2 separate regions of the Mus musculus genome follow, and region 1 is linked to region 2. The links are chromatin contacts, called in public HiChIP or PLAC-seq maps. All regions are on one chromosome and are shown on one strand. The core of a region is the stretch at or near the end of the contact, and the rest is flanking DNA. Distances in the headings are between cores, read along the strand shown. Region 1 holds the start of Taf3 (TATA-box binding protein associated factor 3). Region 2 overlaps Taf3 (TATA-box binding protein associated factor 3).

Region 1 (4,099 bases), core at 540-3,039, 92 kb before region 2:
GCTCTCAAGACTTTAAGAAGGGGATTTATTACAATGACTTATAGGCTATGGTCCAGTTAACCCAACAATGGCTGCCTACAAACAAGGTCCAAGAATTCAGAAGTTGTTTAGTCCAAGAGGCTAGATGTCTCAGCTGATCTTCAGTATACTCTGGAATCCCAAAGAAGTAGCCTCTACTTCCCGTGACAGAATGCACTTGTGAGCTGGAGTGAAGGCAAGCAGGCGAAGAGAAAGCAAGCTTCCTTCTTTTATGTGTTTTATATAAGCTGCCAGCAGAAGATGTGGGCCAGATTAAAGATGGATAGTCCCACGTCAAAGACCCAGACTAGAAGTGTGTCTTTCCACTACAAGAGATTTAATTAAGAAAAGAAATCTCTCGCAAGTGTGCCCAGTCATTTGGGGTTTAGTTGATTCCAGATGTACTAAAGTTGACAACTGAGACTAGCCATCACAGCTGCCTAGAAACAATTTATTGGAGAGGGCACATAAACTTATATACTGAATAGTCAATGGTAGATATGGCAGGCACAACTAAGAAATGGAGTAGTTAAATATAGCCGAAGTAGGTTTGGTTTAACTCAGTAGTCACTGGGATTGGTTTGGCTTTAATTTGAAACTTTTTTTCCTGTTCTGTAACTAGCTCTGTAGACCAGGCTGGCCTTGAACTCAGGTATCTGCCTCCCTCTGCCTGCCCAGCACTGGGATTATTAATCAGGGTCTACCAGCAGTTGCCCAAAGTGCCAGTTACTGTGGAGGCTCACTTCAGTCCCAAAAGTCTAAGGGCAGATGTTGCAACATAACAAGATTGAGACTCACGGGGGGGGGGGGGCGGGCGGGGGCGGACGACGGGATGGACGGACGGGACAACCCACTATTTCAACCAAACCTATTTATCATCTCATCACAGTTTCTGTTACCGTCAGGCAAAATGCAACTAGGGCTGGAAGAAGCCCTGGGAAAGGCAAGCAAGCATTCTCTGGACAAAACCAGTCTCAAGGATTTACAGAGTATTCGACCTCTGTAGGGAACTGCATTCTCCACGTCTTGGATAGACTACGTATTGTGACTAGTAAGACGCAAACTAGAACTAGCTATAAACTGCACTAAAATAATATCTTGCTCACTACTGGGGAAGAGGGGGGCAGTTCCCACTAATTGAACACGTAGGCATTTTTCCTTAAAACCAGCCATATTATGAAGAGCATTGAACGACACAATGAACAACATGAGTTTATTAGCTCTGATTGTTTTTTTTAGAGCCGGAGTCTTTTTCGGTTTTTCGGTGACTCTAGTTGGCCTCTAGCTTATGATTGCCTCAGCCTCCTGAGTGAACATCTTGGATTTCACTCAAACCTCCCAAGTGGCCACTATTTCATTCTGAATACTATCTTTCATCTTTTAATTTCGTTTTTACTTTTTTAGATTTAAGTAAAGGAAAACAATCGAATCCGCGTTCTGCGGAGTAGCTTATATTCCCAATTCTCTAGTTTCACACTTGAATCTCTATCAACATTATCGATGTTAAGTCCTTAACATTCCACTGCCTCCCTGGTTTGCCCCTGAACACACCGAGGGTCACCTCTTACTTTTCCATCAGCGGGGAGAGAAAGACACCGGCACCTGTTGTCAGGGAGGCGCAGACTCCACCTGCGCCCAGTCACTCGGCTTCCGGCCGGCGTCCAGGCTCTAGAGTCGATCCCGAGACGATCGCTCTCCTCCCACTGGGCGGAGCCTGGGCCGCCTATCTCTCGGCCTTCTGCTCGTACTGCCTCGCCCCGGCGGCCGTCCAGCGGGAGGCGGAGCGAGTCCAAAATGGCGGCTCTCAGGCTGGCGCGCTCCGTGCTGCTGAGGCTTTGAGGTGGTCGCTCCGGGTCGGAGGGGGGACGATTTCCCCGCCGCGGGGCCCCCAGAGAATGAATCGGGGGCTCTGCTGAGGCGAGGCGGCAGGGCTGGAGAGCAGTGGCAGCGAAGGGCTGCGGTGGCGTCCACGCAGCGGGATGTGCGAGAGTTACTCTAGGTCGTTGTTGAGGGTCTCGGTGGCGCAGATCTGCCAGGCGCTGGGCTGGGACTCGGTGCAGCTCAGCGCCTGCCACCTCCTCACCGACGTCCTGCAGCGCTATCTGCAGCAGCTGGGCCGGGGCTGCCATCGGTACTCTGAACTCTGTGAGTACTGGGGCTGGGTTGCGGGAGGGCTGCCCCAAGCCGGTCACGAGTGACACCTTTGCCCCTCCGGACCCCTTTGGGCATCCCCTGCAGGGGTGGCGTTCCGAAGCCGGCTTCGACATGGGGATCCTCTCAGACTCCGACCGTCTGGGGGGCTTCCACCGTCTCCTGCGAACTCCAGTCATCCCTTAGGTGCCTCTTCCTCATCCGCTAACTTCCCGCCACCGGCAGGGAAGCGGGGTCCCGGCTCGCAGCCACACACCCTCTCACCGATGCTGCTCCTGGACCAGTGCTTCGGTCTCTCTCATTGTCTCGGGTCGGCTGCGGCCAGAGCCACCCCCAGAATGCTCTCCACCTCGCTCACCTTGGTCTTTTGCCTCCCTTGCTCGCAAACTACTACAACTAGTTGTCACAGGCGCTCCGTCTACCGGCCGTTTCTTACAAGGCTGGCCATTCCTGAGCTCCCAAATAGACTCGTTGACAGCTCCGCTCAGTCAGGGTCGCTGCCTTTTTTTTTTTTTTTTCTCCCCTCTCTATCTGTTCGTTTCACAGACTTCGCCTACTACTTTTCAAGGCAGGTTTTGTCGATTTCGCTGAATACCTTTCAATAAGCATCTCAGTTACGCACGGCGTCCTTCCTCTATGCTCTTCTGTTAGTGTTGATCTAAGTGTGATGGGAAGCATCACTCGGTAATTTGGGAGGTTTTCCGGGTACTCAGTGTCGCAGTATGTATTAACTTTTTTTTTTCTGGTTCATGTCTCTTTAATGAGATTAAAGGCTCCTGTGTATGTTTTGGGAGTGAGTAAAGATAGCACAGTCCTCCGTGTTGCCCCTCTTCAGGGCTCCAGCCCTTTCAGGTGTGTTCTAGGAGAGTGGGGACGGTCCCACATGGAGGACTGCAGTTGAAACTAGGGCTGAATCCTGGTGGCCAAGTAATACCCAGTTTCCCTCTTGAAACTACTTATGGGATGTCCCCACAACTAGAAGCCAGCCCCACGGGAGGAACTTGAGACATAGAATCTGGGGACAGTGTATTGACTTTTAAGTGAATGCCCAGTAGTGTCTTTACCCGGTGGTATTTAATGATTTGTAGAAGGTACAGATCATTTTATAGATGTGTGATTTTTACTGATGTATGAGTGTGTGTGTGTGTGGGGGGGGGCGGGGATTATAACGTTCATTTAAATTCCAAGATATGACGTTTAAGGTGGCAAGTTGGATAACTAAATGAAGTGTTTTATAGAGTAATTTGTTCTGCTACAGTGGTTCCTACTTTTAAAGTGAGGGCCTATAGATTCGCCATACCTTCAAGACTCCAAATGCCATTCCTAACAAAATAATGAAACCCCAACAAATCAGATCCTATTTATCTTATTTTGTAATTGTTTGTGTATATGTGTACCCTGACCCAGAAGATAAATTGATTATATTCATATTCTGCGTAAGTACCTAATGTGCTGATTGGAGCACCCTTGATTGTATTTGTATTACTCTAGTACCTACTGTGCTAACTGATTGGAGCATCCTGATTTGTGTCACCCTAGGGTTGTTCCAAATAGGAAACAGTTGGCTAGTAAATTAATGGGTAGTCCACAAAAGACTTAGTGAATGAATTCCTAAAATGCACATCTTTTTGAGTGCTTGATTTAACGTGTGTGGTGGTAGAATGATCGTCTAGCTGTTGCTTCCTTACCTTCAAGCCCCTTCTCCATTGACCTTCAGTATATTGTTACTATTATGTTTAAGATAGATTATATTTTGTTACCTAGTTCCTGAACTAAAGGCAGATGTATACCTTTTGGGTTCTGAAAATATCCCCTGAATACATAGTTACCTTCCATGCCAGGTAGTTCATGGATTCAAGCATTCCAAAGTGTCCAAGAACTCATTGTGCTTTACTGAGAACCTCTTCATTCCCCTCTCTCTCCTCTCTTC
Region 2 (3,794 bases), core at 475-2,974:
AAATACATGCCCACTTGTACATATTGAGTGTTAAAAGGGTTCTGATTTTGATTCAATTGCAAACAGGACAGTTTAAAAAATATTATATGTCACAATTAAAACTGTTTAGCCTCAGGCTAAAGGATAAACTGTTGAGATGGATTAGTCAGTTTGGCTGTCACTGCACCTCTTGTCCCCTCTACCCCCCAGGCTCCCAGTGTCTGTCTTGCTCTTGCTGTCCCAGGCTCCTTCCCTGCAGCAGTACCTCCCCTGAGCCTGATCTTCCAGCAACACCGTGTGTTCCAAACCCATTTAACCATCACTGTCCGTCAGATTGTTTCAGTTGTGTGCCATCTTCTCATCCTCTTGGCCCCCAAAGTAGGCTCACAGCTTTTCTTAGCTTCTTTGTCCTTAGATATTTTGGCAGGAACAGTTTAAAGTCATGGCCTTTCTCCAAAGCCAAAATGAAGTATCTGCAGTTCTAAGTACCAGTCTGGGTTTTCAGTGGCCTACCTAGGATCAGGACCTGCTGCGCTGGGTCTTGGGGACATTAAATGGGCTCTGCTGGGTTCAGTTGTGGCCATGGGGAAAAAACCCAGCTGCAGTTTCAGCACGGTTCCATTTCTAATTAGCATTTCCATGTCCACTCCCTTCCGACCTCTGCATGTCCCTTGTTCAGATCTCTGCTGTGCCACACCAAGAACTGTCTACAAGGATACAGGTGATTCTGAAGGTGGGAGACTGGGGTTTGCTCGTCAGGTCTTGTGCCCAAGTCTAGCACAGTACTATGTATGGTGACACACAGCAGCAGATAATGCATCATTGAGTCACTTGTAGGAATTTGTGAAGATAAGTGCATCTAAGACCCCAACAAATGTGAAGGTAGCTTCACTGGGGAAAAAGGAAATAATAATTTTACTGATAAAGGTAAGATCAGCATACCCCTTAATGCCATAACTTAGAAGACTAAGGCAGAAGATTACCAGTTTGAGACCAGCCTAGGCAACCTAACAAGAACCAATCTAAAATTTAAAAAGTTTCCACACAAGTAATGTAGCTTTCAATGTATTTAATTTGGGGGGAATATATGTGAGTGGCACTTTATTGTCCTGTTAGTTAAAGTTTAAAAATAGAAGTGTGTTTTCTGCCTAGTTTGAGAACACGCCACTGAAGTTAAGAGTTGCATGCATCTGTGCAGTTAATGAGATAAAAAGCTTTCATGCCATGTGCAAACAATTTCCTCTTCTTCCTAATGTCTACTAGCTTTTTAGATTACAGTGTTTCTTTAAAGGCATTTACTGTTCTAGTTAAAACGATATTTTGTTCTAAGTCAATATTTATTATAGCTTAGAATTAACATCCCCAAATCCTTATGGTGTGTTCAGACCTCACTGCCGTGTTTAGTTTTTGTTTGAGAGGTTTGGTAGGGCAGCATGTTTTTTTCATTATTCCTCAGAGTAATGTAGGGACTGGTGATTATTTATGTTGTCAACGAAGGAAAATCACAGTGAAGTTTGTACTGTCCTGCCCTCTTCAACATTTGTGATTTTAAAAAGGTGGACTTTGCTGTTGTTTGTGTTTTCCTTTTGTGTAATTTAAGAGACTTTGTGCCCAGTCATCCATATTGTTTCCTATTATTTCCTCCTGTAATGCTGCTGCAAAAGCATTCCAGATGTGTTAGTCAGTCACTGTAACAAATGCTTCCGTAAGGAACAGAAAAGACAGGCTTCGTTTTGCTCACATTAGAGGTTTCTCTGGATTGGTTGACTCTGTTGCTTTCAGCCTGTGGCAGAGCAGTCATGCTGGGAGCACATAGCAGAGCAGACCTGCTGACCTCATGACCCACGAAACAAAAGCAGAAAATACAGACACATAAGAGTCCACATTTCCTTTAGAGAGCACCCCTCCAGGACTTAAAAACCTGCCATGGGCCCTGCTTCATGACGCTCCCACCACCTCCTAAAATAGGAAGTTGAGGCCATCCCCTAACATGGAGTTCTTAGGGACAATTAAGACCCTACTGTGTCAGCACACATGGGAAACTATTTGGCAGAATGAAAAGTTCCTCTGTGTTCTCATTATGTCAGGGTTTCTCTGTGTTCCCTAGCTGTGCTGGAGCTCACTTTGTAGACCAGGCTGACCTTGAACTCAGAGATCTGGCTGCCTCTGCTGCTTGAGTCCTGGGATTAAGGGCGTGTACCACCACGCCCAGCTCTAGGCTATCTTTTTTGCGTGTGTGACCAGTTGAACCCACAGGGGATGTACTCACAAGTTGAGGTAGGAGGGAAAATGGACAAAGAAATGGTCTGAAATGACTCCGTGTGTCTACTGGCCACTGGAGAGGTGGTGGTGGCATTGTCAGGCAATGGTAGCAGTAGTTGGTGAAGCTCCATGTTGTGACTGTTTATAAAGCGCTGTCTGTCACTTTCATCATCTCACCTATTCACCTGATGCATTTGAAGCCCAGCGTCTGTCAGCTTTCATTCTCACGGATCTCTGAGCAATGACTTTGTCCACTAGGCTTCCATTTGTTAAAACCAAAAACCTTTACATTGTTTTCATTTGTTTAGTGTGTGTGTGTGTGTGTGTGTGTGTGTGTGTGTGTGTGTGTATGCTCCACAATATGCATGAAGAAGCCAGAAGAAAACCCGTGACATGAGTTCTTTACTTCAGTCATGTGGGCCCCAAGACTCAGGCGCAGGTTATCTGTCTTGATGGCAAGCACCTTTACCACTGAGCTCTCTTGCTCTAAACTTTCTTTTTTTTTTTTTTTAAATATTTTCTTTTATTACGTATTTTCCTCAATTACATTTCCAATTCTATCCCAAAAGTCCCCCATACCCTCCCCCCACCCCCCTACCCACCCACTCCCACTTTTTGGCCCTGGCGTTCCCCTGTACTGAGGCATATAAAGTTTGCACGACCAATGGGCCTCTCTTTCCAGTGATGGCCGACTAGGCCATCTTCTGATACATATGCAGCTAGAGTCTTGAGCTCCGGGATACTGGTTAGTTCATAATGTTGTTCCACCTATAGGGTTGCAGATCCCTTTAGCTCCTTGGATACTTTCTCTAGCTCCTCCATTGGGGGCCCTGTGATCCATCCAATAGCTGACTGTGAGCATCCACTTCTGTGTTTGCTAGGCCCTGGCTCTAAACTTTCTTATCACAGCTCCCGGATCCCTTGAGCTCTTTGACACCTGACCCTCCATGTTTCATTGTTCCCTTTATCTTTACATCGTTATTCCTCAGAATTCTGAATCCACGTTTCATATTTTACCCCACTCCTCAACCGTGGTTTCAGTATTAACAACAGCCTCTCATATCCCACTCTGGTTTTTGGAACTTCAGCATATTTTTGAGCTGCTCAGTCAACACCACTGGCTAAGTGTTGCTCAAGCTTTGTGTCTGGGATAGAGCTAAAAATCATCATTACTCTCCATTCGCCTTCCTGTTAACGACGGCCTTGGGCTTGTGTTAGACTCCAAGTCATATCTGAGCGTGTAGTGTCTGCTCACTGTCTAAAGAATGTCATCCACCTCTCCTGATTCCTGTCTGCTGCCATTTTCTAGTCTAGTCTCTTCACTCTTGCCTACACTGTGTTAGCCATACCCCTCATCTGTCCCTCCTTTTGGTGTCTGGCACCACCCACTCTGTCTACCATGTGTTTTGTTGAGGTAGTCTTGGGCATACTTGAGTGTAAAGTAGCAGAGTACAGAAGCCTCGTGACGTGGGTACAACCTTACTCAGCTTTCACTTATTCTGCCTTTCTCCTCCTCACATTCCAGACAAAGTATTCCTGTGTCTCAAGTCCTC

The links. HiChIP or PLAC-seq counts read pairs in DNA pulled down with a chosen protein or histone mark.
Region 1: a contact with region 2 is called in an H3K4me3 HiChIP or PLAC-seq map of embryonic stem cells, with 14 read pairs. The contact joins the promoter of Taf3 here to the enhancer-like site in region 2. A contact is called at or near these places in 1 of 39 promoter capture datasets (liver), 4 of 115 datasets of contacts at active chromatin or transcription factors (the SCID.adh cell line, bone marrow-derived macrophages, cardiomyocytes and 1 more) and 3 of 9 other capture datasets (adipose tissue, liver and pancreatic islet).

The regions. Positions count from the first base shown.
Region 1 is chr2:10,046,299-10,050,397 of GRCm38.p6, reverse strand. Taf3 (TATA-box binding protein associated factor 3) reads left to right here and starts at 1,789. Exons shown (of 7, transcript NM_027748.3): 1 at 1,789-2,163. The coding sequence starts at 1,998.
Region 2 is chr2:9,954,126-9,957,919 of GRCm38.p6, reverse strand. All of the region lies in intron 2 of Taf3 (TATA-box binding protein associated factor 3), which reads left to right. Among named protein-coding and RNA genes, the nearest start is that of Gm31290, 39 kb to the right of the region's middle. Within about 2 kb of position 1,724, at least 98 of the 459 cell types and tissues checked have an H3K27ac peak or open chromatin away from gene starts, as enhancers often do. A contact at or near this core is called in embryonic stem cells, where this site is marked.